3 separate regions of the Mus musculus genome follow, and regions 1 and 3 are each linked to region 2. The links are chromatin contacts, called in public Hi-C and promoter capture Hi-C maps. All regions are on one chromosome and are shown on one strand. The core of a region is the stretch at or near the end of the contact, and the rest is flanking DNA. Distances in the headings are between cores, read along the strand shown.

Region 1 (2,700 bases), core at 44-2,543, 190 kb after region 2:
TGAGGCATTCAATGACATGTTGATTTGGGATCCCTTGGGGTGACTCGAGAGCACAGGAACTGTGCAGCACTCCAAATCCTTCAATTCCTTCATTTGCCATTTGACTTTAATATGTATTGTGCACATGATGGTGAGAGGGTACATGTGTGGAGGTCAAAAGAGAATTTTGTGGAGTAAATTCTCTCAGTCCGCCTTTACCAGAGTTCTTGGGATTGAACTCAAGCAAGGCAGACAGATTTGCTTGGCATTTACTTGACGAGCAATCTCACCAACCCTTCCTTTGCTATGTTTTGAGGAGATCCCTCCCAAGTTCTGTTTGTTTGTTTGTGACAGGGTTACTCTATGTATAAAACAGAGTCCTGGCTGGCCTCTAATTCACAGAGATTCACCTGCCCCTACCTCTGGAGTGCTGGGACTAAAGGTGTGCACCAACACAATCGGCTTTTTCCAAGTTGTTGTTCTTGTTCTTCTTCTAAATTGTGTTGATAACGCTGGTTTTGCAAGCTGATCAGAAGTCTGCATATTTACAATGCTTCCCTCTTAGTTTGAGCTCCTGTGGCATCCTGCAGTCTAATTTTGGAGTTTCTTACCTGTAGTAGTGCACAAGATTTGCTAAACTTCCCAAGGACTGACAGGTATGGCTGAGATTGTGAGCAGCGCCTGCGGATGCAGAGGGTTCTGTGTATGCTCTACTTTACCCAGAGCTCACTACCCTACTACCCAGACCCGTTACTGCCAGGAAATAGGAAGTCCTGCTGAGAACTCAGCGTTGAGGTGACCAACTGTGGTCCCAGAGACTGTTCACCCTGGGACTGAGGGATGGGGGATGAGGTGTCTGCAGCAGAGTCTGGGAGAACATTCCAGGTCCCTCTTAAACGCTGCCCCGCCGGCAGTCCTTGATCCTGCCCTCTAGGGCTTGCTGACTCCCCAAGTTACTCCCACTACATCCAGCCCAGGACGCTCCCAAAGCCTATTGTGCCAATCAGTGCAGGCTCCACGGGCCGGGCCTTGGCCGCACACAAGTTACCGCCCACAAACCCATCCCACTACTTTGTTTCCAGATTTCCTCTCTCAGACAATCGGCTCTCCTTCGGCTCCGCATACCGAAAGCTTCGTGGCCTCGGCGCCATCTACAGGCTCCTCCCATACTCGTCCCAGCTCCACCCACCGGCCTACTCCGGGCCCCGTCACTTTAAGCCTCGCCCCTGTCCCAGGCTCCTCCCTCAGCCCGCATTTCCTCCTAGGCTCCTCCCACGGCCCGAGTCGGGTCCCGGGCTGCGCTCCTCGCCCCGCCCCGCCCCGCCCCGCCCTTCTCGCCCGCCCTCCAGTCCCGCCCCGTTGTTGGCTTTTGGCCCGCGAGGCCTCCGGGTTCCAGGTTTGGAGCTTTGCTTCCGGCCGCCCGGAAGGTCGGCGGTTCGGTCCCAGCGTCCCAACGATTCTTGAGTTCCTTTATCGGTCCCGCGGGCGCGGCCGTTGCAGGCAGCGCGGCCCGCACGCGCTGGGCGAATCTGCCGCGACGAATCGGCAGGCGTGGCGCCGGCGGCCTCGCGAGAGTGCGGCGCAGACGGAGGCGGCGCGACGGGCCTTGCGGGCTGAGGGCCGCGGGCGGAGAGCGGACTGCTGAGCGGCTGGGGGGCCGGTGGGGCCCCGCGGCTCCACCATGACGGGCCGCGTCTGCCGCGGCTGCGGCGGCACGGACATCGAGTTGGATGCGGCGCGCGGCGATGCGGTGTGCACGGGCTGCGGCTCGGTGCTCGAGGACAACATCATCGTGTCCGAGGTGCAGTTCGTGGAGAACAGCGGCGGCGGCTCGTCGGCGGTCGGCCAGTTCGTGTCGCTGGACGGTGAGTTCTGCAGCTCGGGCGAGGGGGCCGGGCAGGGCTGCGTGTGCGAGGTCCGAGGGAGGAGTCGAGGCTGGCGGGGAAACTGAAGTAGGTCGTCCTGTGACAGACCGTGGGCAGTCGGACAGGGAAACTGAGGCAGGGCCGGGCCGGGAATCTGCAGCCAGGTCCCCTCCGAGTCCCGTACGCCGATGTAAACTCCGCGATCTGCCCGGTCCAAGCGTCGCGGTCCGGTCCAACGGAGGTCGTCGGGCTGGGTCCCGAAATCTGACAGGCACGGCTTTCAGGCTCGCAGGTTCCGTTTATCCGGTTGGCCACTCTAACAGGTGTCATTGCCCTAAGGGCTATGAAGAAGATGTGCCCAGCCTCAATTCTCTGCCCAGTCGCCTGAGTCCTTATCTTTTTAAAATAAGGGTTTGTTTCCTAACCGTTGAATGTCGAGTCTCTAGGTGAGTTATACTTCCAAGTCTTTCTTTGTATATCTGATTCTTGAGGCAAATGTTACTATTTTGACCAAAGGTTTTACATTTTGAAGCATTCCAATTTGTCGCCTTTTCTTTCTTGAGAGTTTCCTTTGTCACGAATCTAAGATGTCTTTGAGTCACCGCGTTTGTCTTCTAAAAGTTATTGTTTACACTTTTACGCAGTTTTGTTTTTATTTTCTGTAGACTGGGGATCTAGCCCAGGGACTCTGGCACACTAAACAGTTCCCAAATCCCTATGTCAGTGGAAGCCTAGTCCACATTTTTTGAGTTAAGCCTTGTGGAAAGTGGGATGTGCGGGCTGAGGCTCCTTTCTTGTCTGCGGAGGTACCATTTTCCACACATAGTTTGCTGAAAGGATTCCTTTTTTTTTTTTT
Region 2 (2,700 bases), core at 17-2,516:
TCTCCCTATGTTCCTGGCACTGGCTGTCATGTCTGTGGTACTCAGATGGCCAGATTGTGCGTCCTGATATCTGAGCTTGTTCACACCACCCAACCCAAAGCCACTTCCAATCAAGGCCTCTCCTCCAAAGCACCTGGCACAAGGGCTCTGTTTACTGTCCTGTCTAGACAAAGACATAAAATTTAGTGTCACCCATGACAGCGATGCATTCAACCTGCTCCTGGTGACACCACAGTAACCCTCAAACTCCATCTCAGCTTCTGCCTCTTCCATTCACCCCTGGGGTTCTCAGTGCGCTTCTATAAGGTGTTTAGGAGTCATCTGCCCACAGCAGGGCTCCTCCTTGTCAGGTACACCCACTCTCACTCCCACTGGTAGGTACTCCTCTCCCAGGACGCACAGGCTGGACCCACCCCTGCCCACCTGGAACTCCATTGGCTACAGCCAAAACCTGAGAATTCCCTTCCTCTTAGCAATTGTCCAGGCCGAATAGCCTGCTGCTGGCCAACCCATTCCATCATCTGCACACCATCGCTCCCTTGCTCGGTCACTGTCAAATACCAAATGTCACGAGCCAATTGGTAATGGGACAGACCCCAACCGCTAAGAGAGGAGTGCCCGGCCTTCAGAAAGCCAGAACCCAAGCCTTACGACCCCTCCCCCACACTCTGCCCTAGCCATGTTCCCAGAGACCCAGCCCAGGTCCACCTGGCCTGAGTCTCCCACGCCAGGCCCAAATGCCCTAGCAACCCTGCCCCCTGTTCAAGCCTCACACCAGAGAGAGATTCAGGGCCTCCAAGCCCTAAAATGCCTGTCTCTCTCTCTCTCTCTCTGACGCTTTGCAAGATACCCTCTTAGCATCTCCAAAGGAGAGGCTGAGGCGAAGGAGGGTCCTCTCCTCCTCAACCCCGTTGAGGAGGGTCTAATGGCTCCCAGCAGGTTGCGTTTCAGTTTGTCTTTTCCCACTAAAGGTTTCCCCAGTGGGGCTTGGGCCTGGTCCCGCCGCCATGCAGCTGCCCCTGCCCAGCCCACGGCCTGCAGCCTGGGGGCGGGAATAGTATAGGCCCACTGGCAGTCGCTACCGCTGCCGCTGCCGCTACCGCTGCCGCTGCCGTTGCCGTTGCCGCCGCCGCCTACCGCCCAGCTCTGCCGACCCGCTTGGCTCAGCCACCCGCCTCCTGCTGTCCCGCCGTTCGCATCCCGCGCTTACCCGGCCGGCCAGATGCAGCGCGCCGGCCGGCCCCGCCGAGCCTCCGCGCCGGGCCCAGGCGCTCCGTGCTGCGCTCCGCCCCTCCGCCGCGGGCACCGCCTCCGGCCGAGGCTCCGCCCCGCGCCCCCTGGACGCCCGGACCCCAGCCAAGAGAGGACCCAGGTCCTAAGGCTGTTGCGTAGTTCAGGTTGCCATGGCGACAACTCTGCGCGCTCAGGACAGGTGGCACTAGGTGACAGACAACCTAGCATCCACCCCAGACCCTGTGGTCAGTCCACTCGGCCTCACTCACAGCAAAAAAATTGTCAAAGAGTCCTCCTCACACCATGAAATGGCTCTGTATGTAGCTCTCCAAGCTCAGACCCTGACAGCCAATAAAGCGACTCTGCTTTCCTGCTTCAGGAAGACCTCTGGACTGGGACCCGCGGAGGTGGCTGGACAAAGGGGTGGGACTAAGTGCCCCGCTAGCTAGCCGCAGTTATACCTCCTGGCCAGACCTCAGCAGTGGCTCACAGGCTCACAGGGACACACACACGTTAGGGCCTAGATCCCAACACTGGAGTGTTATACTCTATGGGGAAAACCCAGCTGTGAGGCTTTCAGTCAGTACAAGGAGGGCCAAATGGGAGTGCATCGAGGCTCCAGGATAAGACTTCTCTCCAGGTCCTGCCTTCACTGAGTGACCCATTCCTTACCTGACAACCCAATAGCAGGGCTGCCCTGCCCAGAGGACAACAGGAGGCTAACTGGTTGCCTACGCTTCTTCCCAGAGCTGCAGCTTCGCTCTGCAAGCACTGAGGGCAAGAGAGCTGAAGGAACTTGAAGGGGGGAGCTCCTGTCAGCAGCCTAAATGACATTGGGTACACTTGGCAGCCAGCTCTGAGTGATGCATTCTGTTCTGGTGACCCTGGGAAGCTAGAATATCAGGCCATACTGGGTCACCCTCCTAGTAGGGGGTGGTTCCAAGATGCCCATCGTCGGGAGAGAAGGCTAAGGAACAGCCCTGTAGTAAGCAGTATGAGCCCCAACCAACCAGCTCTCTCCCCAGAAGTGCAACAAGACCCCGAAGCTCTCGTGTACCCAGGAAGAGGCCCTGCATCTAGCAAGGAAAGGTTCGATCTCCTCAACCTAGAGAACCAGGGGCCTGGGGGGAGAACACCCCTGACAGAGTCAAGCAGGAGTGAGGAGGCGGCTGGGAGGAGAAGGACAGGTGGCAGGTGGCAGCCCTGTCTGCTCTGTTTCTTCCTTCGTTCTCCTACTTCCTCTCAGCCACGGTTAACCCAACCCTCACCTAAAACCTGCCAGCTTGCCTCAGTGCTCTCTCTGTATCCCATGCCAGCATCCTCGAATCTGTGGGCAAACACAGGGAAAGGGGACGCTCCAGCTCTGCTCATAGTCAGGACCACAAAAGGAGACATCACCCAGGAACCATATGGGTGGGTGGTCCAGAGTCTTTACGAAGGTCCTTACAAGAGAAAGGCTAGGGTGGG
Region 3 (2,817 bases), core at 114-2,613, 150 kb after region 2:
TTTCCCTCAGGCATGTGATGGCACACAGAGCTTATGAGCTCTGTCTCACAAAGGACTAAATCTCAGGCCCCCAAACCTGCTGACCCTATGTTTGTTGGAGGAAAAACTGAAGGGCCTTTTGTTCCAGGCGCAGCCCCCTCATGCATGCCTGGCCACGTGGGAGCTGGGTCTGTGGTGGCAGCTGGCCATTTGTTCTCATGCCCTGTGGGCAGAGAAATACCACATGCCAGCACCCTGGAGGCCAAGCAGGGTGGTGCCTACCCCTGTGTGTGTCCAAGTGTCAGGACTGTATATGCAAGTCTGCCAGTTCTCTTGTTAAAAGGCACAGTGTGACTGACAGTCCTGGGGGAGTAGGTTCTACGAGAGGCTATGGGCTCACTCACTGCACCCTGAGCACCTGCTAACCTCGAGCCAGAAATGTACCTGTGTGGCCTGGGGCAGCTGCCGGCCTCACCGGCTCAGCTCAGTTTTCTCCTCAGTGCCTGGACCTTATCTGGACTTGGTTGCCCCTGGTTAATGAGAAAAGAAGTTCAAGAGTGCTTCCCAATGTCCCCCACTGGCCAGCACTCAGGGCCAGGGCAGCTTCTATAGAAGGCAAGGGTCAGCGGGCCGTAACCAGGCCAGATACCCTCCAACCACTGTGTTACTACATTCCCACCTCACCCCATCAGAGGCCAGCCCCATCAAGGCAGGTGGTGGAGAAGAGGAACAGATAGTACCACTCAGTCCTGGGACCAGGGCAAAGGCGGCAGACAGCACAGTCAACAAGGAGGAGCCATTTGCGTACTCTCTGCTGGGATTGTAGGCAAGCTCCGAAGGGGCTCTGTGGGTGAGGCTAGAACACAGAACTCAAAGTGGGGCTGCATTGGCCATGTGTTCCACCATTCCACCGAGGAGCCACCAGCATCAAATAATTGGGATCCTGCCATCAGGAGGCTGTGCCCTCAGATCAACAGGGCCTGCCTGGATCCTTCAGCTCAGGGACCATCCCATTCTTCTATCACAAGCCAGAAGCCTCAGGTATGCGAGTGTGCTGTGCACATGATGGCTGACAGAAGGGGAGTGTCTCTCCCCTCTACTTCTATCTCCTGTGTCACACACGGGCATGCCATTGTGAGGTTGTGACAGTCTTGATCGTTAGTTTGACTGGACTGAGATGCCTAAGAGATTATTAGAGCACAGTTCTGGAGTGGCCGGTGAGGTCCTTCCAGGGACTACTAGGTCATGAGAGGGCTGGTCTCATCAATGAACCACTGGCAGATACAAAATTGGAAGATTATGGAACTCTGAAAGGAGGAGTCATGGCTGGAGGAAAGAGGTCACCCTGGAGAGTCCATCTTGACGTGGCCCGTCCCTCCCACCCCGCGAGTAGTCTCTACCACACCCTTTGGCCTTTCTGTTCTGCTTCCCCACAGCTCTAAAAGTCAGGAACTGAAACATCTCAAACTTGAAAGCAAGTTTCCTCCTTAAAGATGTTTCTGTCATGTTAACAGCGAGAGTTAACATGGAGACTAGGGCTTCAAACAGGACAGAGGCCAGCCTAGGCTGCAGTTAGCCTTGTGGTGGGGATAGCTGTTTCCTTCCAGACCTCCTGAGAAGGCTTCCCAGGGTTGCGTGGGAAGGCAGGCTCCACAAGCCTCAGCACTCGGCTGATCTATGATCTGGGCCACCTTTTAGGAGGCACTACGGAGGGAGAAAAGACACGTCGCAGGAAGGAAGAGATGTGCAGAGCCCTGCTGTAGGACACTGTAGGGAGCCCTGCCCTGCAACTGGTCATATCAGAGGAAGACAGGCCGGGCTCGGTGTGGGCCAGGCCCAAAGCCACATTCACCTCAAAGTCACCCACAACCTCCACAAGCCAGCATTCATTCAGTGTCGAGGCAGGCAGGGCCTGAGGAGGTTCCCTTCATAGACAGAGGCTGTGAGTGCAGGCATCTGACATGTCCTTCGTGGCAATGTTCATGGGGTACAAGGAACAGCAGGCCTCTGGCCTGAGCAACCATCTTGTCTGCAGCCACAAGAGATGTCTCCAACCAGGAAGGTGAGAGTCTGGGAGCCACCAGCCTGGGAACATCTAGACCTCTAGACTGAAGTGCCAACACCTTTCTCCTGTCCCTCCCACAGCAGTTCATGGGGCAGAGGGTGAAGGGTGGACAACAACGGGAATGCAAGCCAGGTGTGTTGGTACACAACTGTAATCCCAGTACTTAGGACCATCAGGAGTTCAAGGCCAAGCTCACCATATATTCAGTTCCAGGCCAGACCATACTAAGTAACAGCCTGTCTCAAAAACAATCAAAAAGAATGGGACACCCTGTGCTGGGTGTGAATGGATGCTGTTTCCCGTGCCTTCAACCTTGTGGCAGCTACTCTCCAACATCATCTGCCTGGCTATGGAAAACCCCTAAGAGACTAGTATACCTCTAGGTTTGCTATGAGGGTGTGTGAGAGGCACCATAGGCAGTTGGAAGCAGGTGGGACAGGGAAGGAAGAGGAGCGAGCCTGTAGCACAGGAGTGCTCTTTGCTTCCTGTCCGTCACAAGGTAAATAGCTGTGCTCTCCTCTGAAGCTGAGCAAAGTAAACCATTCTCCCCTCAGCCTCATAAACGGCTGTTCTCAGGCTCCTGTGTCACCAAAGGGTCTGACTAACTCAAATGCTCAGCTCTCTAAGGAGTCACCCGAGGCTGCCTGTCCCAGGTGTGTCCCAGACTGCTTTAACAACACCTCCACAGCTGGCTGGCACCAGCTGGGGCAGAACAGTCCAAAGTGACAGTTTGCAGCACAGGGCCTGACCAGCCCTCTCGGCTGACTGTCCTA

What was found. Hi-C and Micro-C count contacts between places; a contact is called where the count stands out from the background. Capture Hi-C pulls out chosen DNA fragments and counts their contacts.
Region 1: a promoter capture Hi-C map of adipose tissue shows a contact between it and region 2. The contact joins the promoter of 9230104M06Rik here to the promoter of Tmem121 in region 2. A contact is called at or near these places in 5 of 39 promoter capture datasets (the HPC-7 cell line, cranial neural crest, embryonic stem cells and 2 more), 1 of 15 datasets of contacts at CTCF or cohesin (large pre-B cells), 6 of 484 Hi-C or Micro-C datasets (B cells, cortical neurons, embryonic stem cells and 1 more), 7 of 115 datasets of contacts at active chromatin or transcription factors (embryonic stem cells, extraembryonic endoderm stem cells, large pre-B cells and 2 more) and 3 of 9 other capture datasets (adipose tissue, liver and pancreatic islet).
Region 3: a contact with region 2 is called in a Hi-C map of nephron progenitors, with 3 times the contacts expected there. The contact joins the enhancer-like site here to the promoter of Tmem121 in region 2. A contact is called at or near these places in 1 of 15 datasets of contacts at CTCF or cohesin (large pre-B cells), 1 of 484 Hi-C or Micro-C datasets (nephron progenitors) and 2 of 9 other capture datasets (adipose tissue and liver).

What each region holds. Positions count from the first base shown.
Region 1 is chr12:112,999,317-113,002,016 of GRCm38.p6, reverse strand. 9230104M06Rik (a long non-coding RNA gene) reads right to left here and starts at 1,293. Exons shown (of 3, transcript XR_001780729.2): 1 at 1,105-1,293; 2 at 591-660. It overlaps Brf1 (BRF1, RNA polymerase III transcription initiation factor 90 kDa subunit), which reads left to right and starts at 1,396. Exons shown (of 18, transcript NM_028193.3): 1 at 1,396-1,844. The coding sequence starts at 1,661.
Region 2 is chr12:113,184,469-113,187,168 of GRCm38.p6, reverse strand. Tmem121 (transmembrane protein 121) reads right to left here and starts at 1,266. Exons shown (of 2, transcript NM_153776.2): 1 at 1,211-1,266.
Region 3 is chr12:113,030,182-113,032,998 of GRCm38.p6, reverse strand. The region is part of intron 1 of Pacs2 (phosphofurin acidic cluster sorting protein 2); the gene reads right to left. Among named protein-coding and RNA genes, the nearest start is that of Pacs2, 17 kb to the right of the region's middle. Within about 2 kb of position 1,363, at least 105 of the 459 cell types and tissues checked have an H3K27ac peak or open chromatin away from gene starts, as enhancers often do. A contact at or near this core is called in adipose tissue, liver and nephron progenitors, where this site is marked.